Regions from separate parts of the Mus musculus genome. Here region 2 is linked to region 1. The links are chromatin contacts, called in public HiChIP or PLAC-seq maps. All regions are on one chromosome and are shown on one strand. The core of a region is the stretch at or near the end of the contact, and the rest is flanking DNA. Distances in the headings are between cores, read along the strand shown. Region 1 holds the start of Htatsf1 (HIV TAT specific factor 1). Region 2 holds the start of Vgll1 (vestigial like family member 1).

What was found. HiChIP or PLAC-seq counts read pairs in DNA pulled down with a chosen protein or histone mark.
Region 2: an H3K4me3 HiChIP or PLAC-seq map of the SCID.adh cell line shows a contact between it and region 1, with 22 read pairs. The contact joins the promoter of Vgll1 here to the promoter of Htatsf1 in region 1. A contact is called at or near these places in 8 of 39 promoter capture datasets (the 3T3-L1 cell line, 3T3-L1-derived adipocytes, the C10 cell line and 4 more), 1 of 484 Hi-C or Micro-C datasets (cardiomyocytes), 4 of 115 datasets of contacts at active chromatin or transcription factors (the SCID.adh cell line, epiblast stem cells, extraembryonic endoderm stem cells and 1 more) and 3 of 9 other capture datasets (adipose tissue, liver and pancreatic islet).

The regions. Positions count from the first base shown.
Region 1 is chrX:57,050,859-57,056,917 of GRCm38.p6, forward strand. It overlaps Htatsf1 (HIV TAT specific factor 1), which reads left to right and starts at 2,712. Exons shown (of 10, transcript NM_028242.2): 1 at 2,712-2,907; 2 at 3,096-3,340; 3 at 4,640-4,820; 4 at 5,187-5,234; 5 at 5,642-5,796. The coding sequence starts at 3,152.
Region 2 is chrX:57,085,423-57,091,481 of GRCm38.p6, forward strand. It overlaps Vgll1 (vestigial like family member 1), which reads left to right and starts at 2,684. Exons shown (of 8, transcript NM_133251.2): 1 at 2,684-2,730; 2 at 3,869-4,059.

The DNA of each region.
Region 1 (6,059 bases), core at 1,462-3,961:
GGAGGCAGAGGCAGGTGGATTTCTGAGTTCGAGGCCAGCCTGGTCTACAGAGTGAGTTCCAGGACAGCCAGGGCTACACAGAGAAACCCTGTCTCAAAAAAACAAACCAAAAAAAAATATTTTTCCCCATTTCCTTGTGTGTGTGTGTGTGGTGGGGAGGTTAGGGTATCTCCAACATTAAGAGTGTGTGCTATGTGCAATAACAATCATGCAGCGCACTATCTCTTCTATTGTAAACATACTCCAGAATGAAATGGAAGCCTAATAACAAATTAGTGAAAAGATCTATATACAGTTTTTAGATCAAAGCAAGAACTACTTAGCAGTGTTTAAATGCATCTAACAAAATCCACAGCATATATACAAGTTCAGTTCTCCAATTCTTCTACTAAAAACAAGAACCTCGTAAAAATAAGTATATTTGGAAACAACTACTGCTTTAATAATATCACTAAGGTTGAAATCAGATTCAGAGGTCTGTGAGGAGCCAAAATATTCTAGAACCCACCTGGAACCACTGTATTTACAAACAAAGGTGACTGGAATCGGAGTAATTTCTGACAAGCTTTTCCCTATGGTCAAGTCTGGGTCATAGTACTGATGTTTACACATATAGTATTTATTGCTACTTTTTTTCTTTTTTTTTTAGTGTCTTTTTTATTATCAGGTATTTTCCTCATTTACATTTCCAATGATATCCCAAAAGTCCCCCATACCCTCCCCCCCACTCCCCTACCCACCCACTCCCACTTTTTACTTTTAATGATTAAAAATTTTACTTGAATAGTTAACATTATTGCAATGAGCCTTGTTGATGAATGTAATCCATCAAAAAAAAAGCTGTTTAGAATTGTCTACTTTTTGAGTGTAAAAAGATGCACTATGTTCATAGCAGCCTTATTTATAATAGCCAGAAGCTGGAAAGAACCCAGATGCCCCTCAACAGAGGAATGGATACAGAAAATGTGGTACATTTACACAATGGAGTACTACTCAGCTATTAAAAAGAATGAATTTATGAAATCCCTAGGCAAATGGATGGACCTGGAGGGCATCATCCTGAGTGAGGTAACCCAATCACAAAGGAACTCACACAATATGTACTCACTGATAAGTGGATATTAGCCCAGAAACTTAGGATACCCAAGATATAAGATACAATTTGCTAAACGCATGAAATTCAAGAAGAACAAAGACCAAAGTGTGGACACTTTGCCCCTTCTTAGAATTGGGAACAAAACACCCATGGAAGGAGTTACAGAGACAAAGTTTGGAGCTGTGATGAAAGGACGGACCATCTAGAGACTGCCATATCCGGGGATCCATCCCATAATCAGCTTCCAAACGCTGACACCATTGCATACACTAGCAAGATTTTGCTGAAAGGACCCTGATATAGCTGTCTCTTGTGAGACTTTGCCAGGGCCTAGCAAACACATAAGTGGATGCTCACAGTCAGCTATTGGATGGATCACAGGGCCCCCAATGGAGGAGCTAGAGAAAATACCCAAGGAGCTAAAGGGATCTGCAACCCTATAGGTGGAACAACAATATGAACTAACCAGTACCCTGGAGCTCTTGTCTCTAGCTGCATATGTATCAAAAGATGGCCTAGTCAGTCATCACTGGAAAGAGAGGCCATTTGGACTTACAAACTTTATATGCCCCAGTACAGGGGAATGCCAGGGCCAAAAAGTGGGAGTGGGTGGGTAGGGGAGTGGGGAGGGGTATGGGGGACTTTTGGGATAGCATTGGAAATGTAAATGAGGAAAATACCTAATAAAAATATTTAAAAAATGCTTAAAACAAAATAATTGCTGCTCTCCCGCATCTGGTGCTCCTGTCATATTGTTCGCCAACTATAACTGAACCGCCCTTGATTTGTGCATGTCTTAGCTGCTGCCTCAGAATCTCCCTCAAAGCCTGGCACTTAATAGGAGTTCAGTAAATACTTGTCTGTCCTAAAAATATGGACCCCTTCCCTTTTCTAGGTGCATGAAACATCTAAGGAAAAAGCTCAGCTTTTCTTGGAAGACTGTTGGCTGTCTTACTAAGACACAAGGAAATGAGGCCATAGGGTTATGTTTACACTCAAGCTTCAAATTCCAGTCTGGAACACCTCGGACACGTTGCAGTAAGCTGCAGGCAAAAGCTCCTCTCACCTACAGCAGCCAGAGGGTGGTACCAGATGCCTAAAAGGGGGGTGAGATTAGGAAGTGATGGGGCCTTCTGCCCACTGCTTGTTAACTCATGCTTCACTAGACCTCCAAACAGCATGTTATGTGTTTGGGTTACTAAGATGAACAAAACCCGCGTGTACACTAAGGACAAGCATTCGAAAAATAAGACAATCCTCGGCTCCAGTGCAGGGGCGGGGATTTGCGCGAAGGAGGCGCCAAGGTTTCGCGAAGCGGGAGAAACTTGTCCCACGGTCCCACCCACCTCCCCAAGATGGCGCCTGCCGCAAAGCCCATTCCGCGCCAGCTCTACTGGAAGAGTCCTTTTTCAGGCTATCGCTTCGGCCAAACTCGTCCGGAGCGCAGAGGAGCCCGAGGTTAACGAGGTGCCATGCATTTCGGCAGGCTGCGTCCCTAAAGGCCAGTTCCCAATAAGTACAGACACGCGGCGGCAGCCGGGCTCCGAGGCCCCGCCCCCTGGCCGCGCAAGCGTCGCGGACCTTTGACGTCCCGTGGGCGGGTCGGCGCGACCCGCTACGTTGCCACCCGCGCGGACAATGGCGACTGCATCAGCCTGAGGGGGACTTCGCTCTCAACTCGTTGCCTGACGTGGCGGGGAGGAAGCTGTGGCGCCTCCGGAACCGGCCGCAGCGGTGACAGCGCGCCTGCGCGCTTCCGCCTCGCCCTGGCCCCAGCAGCGGCGGCGGCGAGGCCCTGCGGAGCCCGCCAGGTGGGTGGCAGCGACAGCGCTGACCATTTGTTGGCGCAGGCGTGCACGAGGGGGGCGGGCGGGAGGGCGGAGTCTGGGCGGTGCCTCGCAGACTTCCCAGGGTCTGCTGGGGCGCTGCGGGAGGCGGCCCGGGAGTTGCAGTGCACAGTCCAAGCTCTGCAGACCTCTCTTTCTCTGCTCTTGTCCAGCGCCCTCTCGGCCTCTTCACTTCTCTGACCGCGGTGTCCGGGACTACGTGAGAACCATGAGTGGCAACAACTTGAGCGGGAACGATGAGTTTGATGAGCAATTGCGAATGCAAGAATTGTATGGAGGAGACCCCAAGGAAGGTGACACCCAGAATGAGCCCTCTGGAGAAGCCCATTCTTTGGGACAACCACCAGATGACACTCCTTACGAGTGGGACCTTGATAAGAAGGCTTGGTTCCCTAAGGTAAGAAAGAGTATCGGAGTCCCACTGCGGAGCGGGGCCATAGGGTTCACTGGCAGCCCTTGCGGGACATTCCTCTTCTGTTTGCTCCACTGAAGTACTAGGTCTCTGAACCGGTGGTTGGTGGCTAGTCTATTGGTTCAGTCTATTGCATTCCCGATGTATAAAGGAAAGTAAATCTTAGGGTGGTGCCTTAAGTGATTTTTTTGTGCCTTATTAATTTGTGTATGTATGTGAAGGTCACAATTCGTTTTTATCTTGATATTTTTACTGCACAGAGGAAGAACACCAAGGAAATCACATTAGTAAGACTTTTATCCTGTATAGCCAAACTTAATTTACGCTTCCTGTACATGTTTGTGTAGAATGCAGCTTGTTGATTTACAGGGTGGAAGAGGTGTCATTCACCTCTACTGAAGAAACTTTTCTTGATTCTTGTTTTATCTATTAAATTTTGTTCCAGGGCATCTGAGTTCGGACCCTATAACCACAGGAATATGACTAGGAATGCACAGGAAATGAATGAAAGAGATCTATACATTTGTACTTGGGAATTGCTAAGTGTTTAATTTCAACATGGAAATAGCACAAGTGGTGTTGAACCTGGTCTTGTAAACTGTATGGTAACTGTACTCTGTTAGTCTTAGCCTCATAGGAACTTTGGCATCAAAGGGAACTAACAGCGCGACAAGCGACCGGAGAGGCAATCACACAAAACTTTTTCCATTGTGCAGGGGGATTGATTGTTGGTTGAAAAATTTCAGCTATTTATTTGTGCATATTTTAAGCATCCCAAACTGTAAAAATTTACAATTGAACTTCTGGACTGGCAATGCCCACTTGACTGTACATGTGATTTCTTTAAAGAGCGCTTTTAGTAGTCTGACAAACAATTATTTGGTATCTGGGTACCCAAAAGTGGATTCGGTGATGAAATTACTAGTTGACTTTGGGTTTTACCATCTCGTTTATTCAATACTTTTTTTGTTTTATGTATTGGCCACTTTAGTCATATACACTGTAGAGAAGTAGTAATTTATAAACATGTAGGAACGGGTGATAGCATCACTTAAAACTATGCGTGTTGTTTTGGCAGTCTGTGCACCTTTGTCCTACTTTGATCACACTACATGGTGTCCATATAAGGAGACTGGTCTTGGGTTGTACTTGAATTAGTACAGCTGCTTGTGGTGTAAACACTTGTTTTAAGTTTTAGGTTATATTTCTGAATGTACAGCCTTATACCACAGTTTCCACAAGTAAATTAACCTTGTCTGCATGTGTTTTGACTTCTCTATTTAGATCACCGAAGATTTCATTGCTACGTATCAGGCTAACTACGGCTTTTCTAGTGATGGTGCATCCAGCTCTACTGCGAACGTCCAGGACGCCAACACTAAGGCTGTAGAAGAACCTCCACAAAAAGAAGTCCCGGAGACCCCTGACTCCAAAAGGAAGGGGGAAAAGAGAAAGGCTGAATCTGGCAAGTGGTCCTGTCCTTGCCAAACCTGCCTTTAGAAGTGAGATAGGAAAAATTTGTAAATCCGTTTTACATTTTGCAGAATTATAATAGCGTTGAAAGAGCGATGATGTGACGAGTTTTCACTTTCAAATAGGCGTAAAGTCATGAAGAACAGAGGTAGCCCTTTTTCTTTTTCAGAGCGATAAAGGTCATTCACAGTCGAAAGGTTTATGTATTTTGCACGCTCTGTAGTGATTTGAATTAGTCGTCGTCTTCTGAAATAAAGAGAACATTCTAAAACTTTGAAGAAACTGCCATTGCCAAGATTTCATAATGTAATTCTTGTTTCTTTCGAATGTTTTATTTATTTCCCTTTGATTTTTTTAGGATGGTTCCATGTTGAAGAAGACAGAAATACAAATGTATACGTGTCAGGTATTTATACTGTTGCAATGCCGTTTTCATGTTGGAAACATTTAGTGTTGAGACTTTGTGCTAAGTGAGTTTTAGTTTTGGTGGGTTTTGTTCACCTGCTTTTGTTAGCTAGGAATTTACTTAGTATGGAATGAAGAAAAGTTATGCAATGTTACATGCTGTTCTTATGCCTGCCTTAGATAATTTATAGCAGTTTGTTCCTTCAGATTTAGTGAAGTGTAAGCATAGCATAACTGATATTTTTTAGTGTATAAAATACAGTCTTCACATTTATAGATAGGAAGTTTTTGTACTCCTTTATACAAGTCAGCTTTGTATTCACGTAGAGGTTTCAGGTTTCTCATTGGTAAAATGCTAAAAACTTTTACCTTCATTAAATACTTTGAAATTGTTCTCTGAAATTACAGGTCTCCCTCCAGACATCACAGTGGATGAATTTATTCAGCTCATGTCCAAATTTGGCATTATTATGAGAGATCCTCAGACTGAAGAGTTTAAAGTTAAACTGTACAAAGATGATCAAGGGAATCTTAAAGGAGATGGGCTTTGTTGTTATCTGAAGGTTGGTATTTGGTCAAGTCTCTCATCCCTTCCATTTTTAACCCAGGAAGCAAGGCTCGAATATTAGAGATACTAGCCCAAACCACCAACCATCCAAAGCAAAATACAAAGAAAATAGGTCACCTTAGTGACACTAGGATTATTTGCTTGTTTTAAGAAACTGTTTGCTACAAGATCAGCATGCTATATAAATAGGTAATTGAGGGGCTTCTCTTTTTTTTTGGTTTTTCGAGACAGGTTTTCTCTGTATAGCCCTGGCTGTCC
Region 2 (6,059 bases), core at 1,434-3,933, 35 kb after region 1:
TAAAATAAAACAAAATAATAAAATCTTTTGCAAGAAAATAAATGAAACCTGATCATTGCGTTAGGTGAAATAAGCTAGATTTAAAAAGACAAATACTGCATGTTTTCTCTTATATTCAGAACCTAGATTTAAAATTATGTATGTGTGTGAATGTGTATGTCTATGAATGTGTGTTTCTTTCTGTGGCGTGTGTATATAAATATGAGTCTCATTATGTGGTGTGTGTACATATAAATATGTGTGTTACTTTCTGGAGTGAGTGTGTGTGTGTGTGTGTGTGTGTGTGTGTGTGTATGAAAGGGAATCATTAGAGGGTAGGAACTGATCTTAAGGGATGTAGGAAATAGAGAGGGTAATGGGATATATGTTATATGAAAGCAGAGGGAAGGAAAGGGTAAGTATAGTGGAGGCGGGAGACAAATGGTAACAAAATATAATGATGTATATGACTATGTGATAATAAAATTTGTTACTTTACATACTAGCCAAAAACTCATTAACAATTTCTAAAAAGCTGAAAACAGAGAGCAGGGTGGATTATGGTTGTTGCAAGAAAAATTGGTACAAACTTTTACCCAGGAATTCTTGGATTCTGTGAATGTTCCACAATAAGCCTCATGGTAGTCTTGGGATTAACAGGTTAGAAGGGGGAAAGGATAGAAGCAGGAATCTCTTTAAGAAGATGTGCTGATGGTCCTGGGAAGAAATGATGCCAGTCTAGTGACGCTGAGAAAGTATTTGGGAGGCAGAACCTTTAGAATTTGTGAGGCCCCAGGGAGTTTAGAGGTCAGGTAGGGTGGGGGGTGGGGGCATCCACGTGGGGACAGGGTGGGGTAGGGAGGAGTTATGGGATGTGGAGCAGTCCGAGAGTGGATGGGGGTGGGGTGGGAAATGGAATATGGAGTATAAAAGTATTTTTTAAAAAATTAGAAAAAAAAGAGTTTAATCCCAGATTATTCCCACTATTTCCTACATTCAGGAACAGCCAAAGGTCTTGGCTGGTGAGGACTTATGACATATGGTCCCTCCTAAGACTTCCCCTTCTCCCACTCCCCAGCCACACTGCCTCCTTGCTCTACTATGAGCAGATAATCTTCCTTCTTGGAAAATTTTTCTATCAGGAGATCAGTGGTCCAGTGGTCCACATGCTTTTCTCCCTTCAGGGCTCTGCTGAAAGTAAATGTTATTGTAAAACTCCATCTTCATTACCCTGCGTGAATCAGCACCCTAGCTCAGCATTTCTAAGTCCCTTAATGACTGTTTTTGTCTTCACAGTACTTAACCCACCTAGAGTGTGTGTGTGGTATGTGTGTGTGTGTGTGTGTGTGTGTGTGTGTGTGTGATTATATATATATATAATATATTATATATATTATATGACATACTGAGAGATAGCAGAAACTTTAGGAGATGGGGCCTAATGGAAAGAGGTTCAGTCACTGGAGGTGTGTGTGCCCTTGAATGGGACATTGAGACAGACCTTTTGCTTGCTTTCTCCTTCCTATTTTGGTTTTTGGTCACCACAGGGCAAGAAGCTTCCTTTATGATCTGTGTTTCCTATCCATGGTGCTTTGTTCCATCAGACTGAAAACTCTGAAACGTTTTTTATTATTAAGTTATTATTTTATTTATTTAATCCCAAATGTTGCCCCCTCCTGGTCACCCCCTGCCAATTTCTTTCCCCTTCCCCTTCACCTCTGAGAGGGCGCTCCCCCCAGGTATCTCCCCCCTCCCAATCCCAGGACATCAAGTCCTCTGAAACTTTTAATTCCAAGTAAATCATTCTTTGAGGCTCAACCATTCTTTTAAGTTCCCAACCTTCCTAATGCTGTGAATGTTTAATACAGTTCTTCATGCTGTGGTGACACCCAACCATAAAATGATTTTTGTTGCTACTTCATAACTGTAATTTTGCTACTGTTATGAATTGTAATGTAAACATCTGATATGTAAGATATCTGGTATGCAACTCCTCTGAGAGGGTCCTATAATCCCCCAAAGGCTTGCGAGCTACTGCTCTAAGTTGCCCTGTTGAGGTATTTTGTTACACTCATAAAAAGCTGTTTAACACAGGATCAAAGAAGAAATCTGAGGTTTGACACCAAAAAGGTACCACAGTTGAAAGAATTACACTGAAGATTTTTCAAATGAAGACAGGAGCCCCTTGCTCTGATCTTTCATGGTGTCCTTGTTTGAGCTACTGCAGACTCAGGGAAGTCTTCACTGCCTGTGAAGCCCATGGAAGGCTGGGACAAGACCAGAATTTCAAGAGCCTGGCTCCCTTTGCTTCTCAAGGAAAGTGAGGGAGGATAACACATGTGGAACAAAAGTCTTAGGAGGACAGCTCCCCAGATTTGATATGACATCAGTTTGATGGAACCCAACAACAGTGTCTTAGATGTGTCTGATTCTGTGCACAGAGGTTTGGGGCAAACAATCAGCTTCCAGTTGAGGAGACAATACCACAATATAGTTTTTAATGAAAAAAGTAAAGAAATGTAAAATAGCCATCTGTTTTCCTCATTCCTGCAGGTGCCTAACCAGGTTGACTCGCTGGAGTGCATTTTCCGCATTCTTAATAGATAGCTAGAAGGAAACGCCTTGCACAACCCCAGCTAGAGGGGCAGAAAATTTCAAGGGAGGGTACACATCTCCAGCTCTCGCTTCCAGTGGTTGAGCTCCTCCAAAACTGGAGGATTTTGCTGTCTTGGGGAATTGCTGAGAATTAAGGTAGGAGAAGCTGGAGACTTGATAGTAGGAAGAGGGATGGATATTCACATGGGAGTGAATTGGCGGTCTTGATAGACTGTGCTAAGTGAGATTTAATCAGGCCTTGGGAGGGGGAGGAGCTTTGGCTCCAACTGATCATTTTGATAGCCATCACCACTGACTCTGCGCCCCAACTTAGAAATATTGAATGTATTTTGCAGGAGTGTGGTAAAAGTGTCAGTAGACTATCCATGGGGCAGACCAGAGGCTAGACTTCTAGCTTTGAATTACTTCTGAGATGTTCTACTACAGTAGTTTGGAAAATATTTCAGGGTCTACTTGAAACACTCTGGGTCATTATTTTTTGTTCCTGATATCTCCTTAGAGTCAGTGTTGTACAGGCCAGATCCCCCCCCCCTTTTTTTAAATTCAGGAATACTTACACAAAGCTCATTGGAAGATGAGGCACTTGAGTTTTTCATAGGGATTAAGCCAACTGATAATTCTCAGAATGTGTATGCTTTTAGAATCGAGTTACTCCTCTCCCCATCCCCTCCCCCTTCTCTCTCTTGTTTGAGGTTTCACTGTATTACCCAGGCTTGTCTTTAACTCCTAGGCTCAAAAGACCCTCTTACTCTAGCCTTCTCAGCAAGCTAGAACCACGTGGTTAAGTCGCAACATCCAGCTCAACTCTCTGGATTTAAACATCAACTGCAATTTCTCCCCAGTGAGTCAAGTAGAGCCCAGAGAATCCCTTCTAGGTTGGATCCTGATAAATAACACTAGCTGAGTCTGTGTTCCTGTGGGCAGAGAGGGAAAGAGGCACAGGGGTAGAACTTGGGGGTCAATTCAGGGTCTCCACTTTTCTGCTTAGCCCTCCAAGTGAGCTTGGCTAAAAGGTGGCCTCTGGGGTGACCTCTAGCTTTTTCCTGGATTGGTCATTTGCCATGTGCTTTCTTAGTGTATACCCAGTGAAACTAGAAATGCGGTTGTGGCGTGCTATCGCAAGAATCTGGCTAGTTCTTTCTCTGTAGCTTCGGGGGAAATCAACAAAGGGATCGCAAGCTGTGTCAGGCCTTAGCCAATCAGGGTGGCTGCTGGCGAAGTGGCGCCTAAGAGGACGGTCTTGCAAAAGACTAAGCAGCACCTGCTGTACCAGACAGGTGGAGCCTTCAAGGAAAGTCCGGAAGTCGAAAAGCGGGAGCCTTTCCATTTCTTGAGAGAATTCATAAGGCTGCCTCAGTGTCCTGGCTCACGGCCCTGTGAGGATTACAGGTCTGTCCCATCCCCACATTTGATAGGTGGGGAGACCGAGGCGAGAAGAGGAACAGAGATTTTTCCACTCACCAGGTAAGGAGGAAGGGATAATTGGATGTAGACGGAGGCTGGAGCCCAAGGGCCTGGAATCTGACCGGCAGCTTTGCCGCTACCTAGTTTTATTTCACCCTCTCTAACATCTACTTTGCTTCTTTTAAAATGGGGGTGTAATGCCTACTTTGAGGGTCAGAGAACTGGAGAGGATATATGTGCAGCTTCTGGCATAACTAGGTGTTCTATAGACTGTAGCTTTAAAACGCTACTGTCTCCACATACTCATTCCTTTATCCTTCCCAACACATTTTTTTTGTATTGTCATCTCCACAAATCTGAACATACGTCATACTTTTATCGAGGAATAATTCAGCTACTGTGAAATAGATCTTGAGTGTAGAACTTGATGAGTTTTGACTAGTGTAACCACCACCCTGATCAAGACAAAAGAAAGACGCGGCCACCACGTGGTCCCTGTAATCCTAGCTCTCAGGAGTCTGAGGCAAGAAAAATATGCATTTGAGACAAACCTGGGCTACACAGAGAGACCTTCATGCACTGAGGAGGGTGATTGGGTGGGTGGGTGGGTGGGTGAGTGGGTGGTGGTGGTGGTGGTGGTGGTGTAATCTCTGGGACATTGGCAATGCTGGTGAGGGCTCCCTCTCACTCCTTCCTCTTCAGTTTCCATGCCACAAGCACCCACGATTTCTGACTTCTAGCACCATAGATTATTTGTGCTTGTTTCATATAAGTGAAACCTTATGATGTGTAATCTATTTTATTTGTTCTTTTCACACAATATAATGAGATTTACCTGAGTTGTGTGTATACAGAAAATGTATTTTCCAGGTAAGACTCATTTAAGCCATTTCATTTTGGGGTCTATGATGAACACAACTGTCACGAGTGCTTTTGTAGAAATATTCATGTATACATGGCTTGGCTAGAGTGATTCCCAAAGGAGAGCCATTTAGAAAGCACCCCTGAATCTGGCTGCAGTGGCCCACTCCTTTAATCCCAGCACTCAAGAGGTAGAGGTAGAGACAGGCAGAATCCTGAGTTTGAGACCAGCCTGGTTACAAAGCAAGTTCCAGGACAGCCTGGGATACATTAGAAACTTTCCCAGCTTGTTGCCAGATTCCTTCCTATTGTCTCCAGCATCATCTCACCATAAAAGAACCATAAAAGACTAGGCTGAAGAACTCACGCTTCACATCGTTCTAAGAACAATAGAAGGGAGAGGAATTTATTGTCCTCCACTTCAAGGTTATGCGCTGGGGAAAACCTCAGGCTTTCTGACTCCTAATCTATGACTTCCATGCATTTTACTTCCACCACAAGAAATGGCGTTCATCATTTATTGAGCACTTATATGTGCTCAGACATGGAAAAAATTTGTAAGAAAGACTCCATGATGTATAGGATCTCATAGATGAGGCAGAGAGACAATCTATTAATCCTTAATCTTTTTTTTAATATTCACAAGATTAGCTAGATTATATAGATCTGTAGCCTGGGCACGTAACAAGTCAGCTTGTGTTTGAAGGTAAACAAGCAGTCCTGGGGCACTACTTCCCTGTAAAAGGAGCCAGGCTCTGGCCTTGATGCAAATAGAGACTCTTAGTTGAAGGATCTGCCAAGGTTGGGCATGCTGCTGTGGATGATACAGTTCAACTCCAAGGCAGTTCCGCAAACAGGTGGTGAGCCGTGAACAGAATGTAGCCTTTAGCTTTCCACTACTGTGGATATAACTTCTTCCATAGGGGCTTGAGAGGATGGCCTAGTCCGCCATCAATGGGAGGAGAAGCGCTTGGTCTTGCAAAGATTATATGCCCTAGTACAGGGGAATGCCAGGGCCAGGAAATGGGAGTGGGTGGGTTGGGGAGCAGGGCGGGGGGGGGGGGAGGGTATAGGGGGCTTTGGGGATAGCATTTGAAATGTAAATGAAGAAAATATCTAATAAAAATTTAACTAAAAGAAAGAAATAGGACTTGGAAATTTTTTGTTGTTGTTATGAATATGTGTGTCTGAAGACCTCT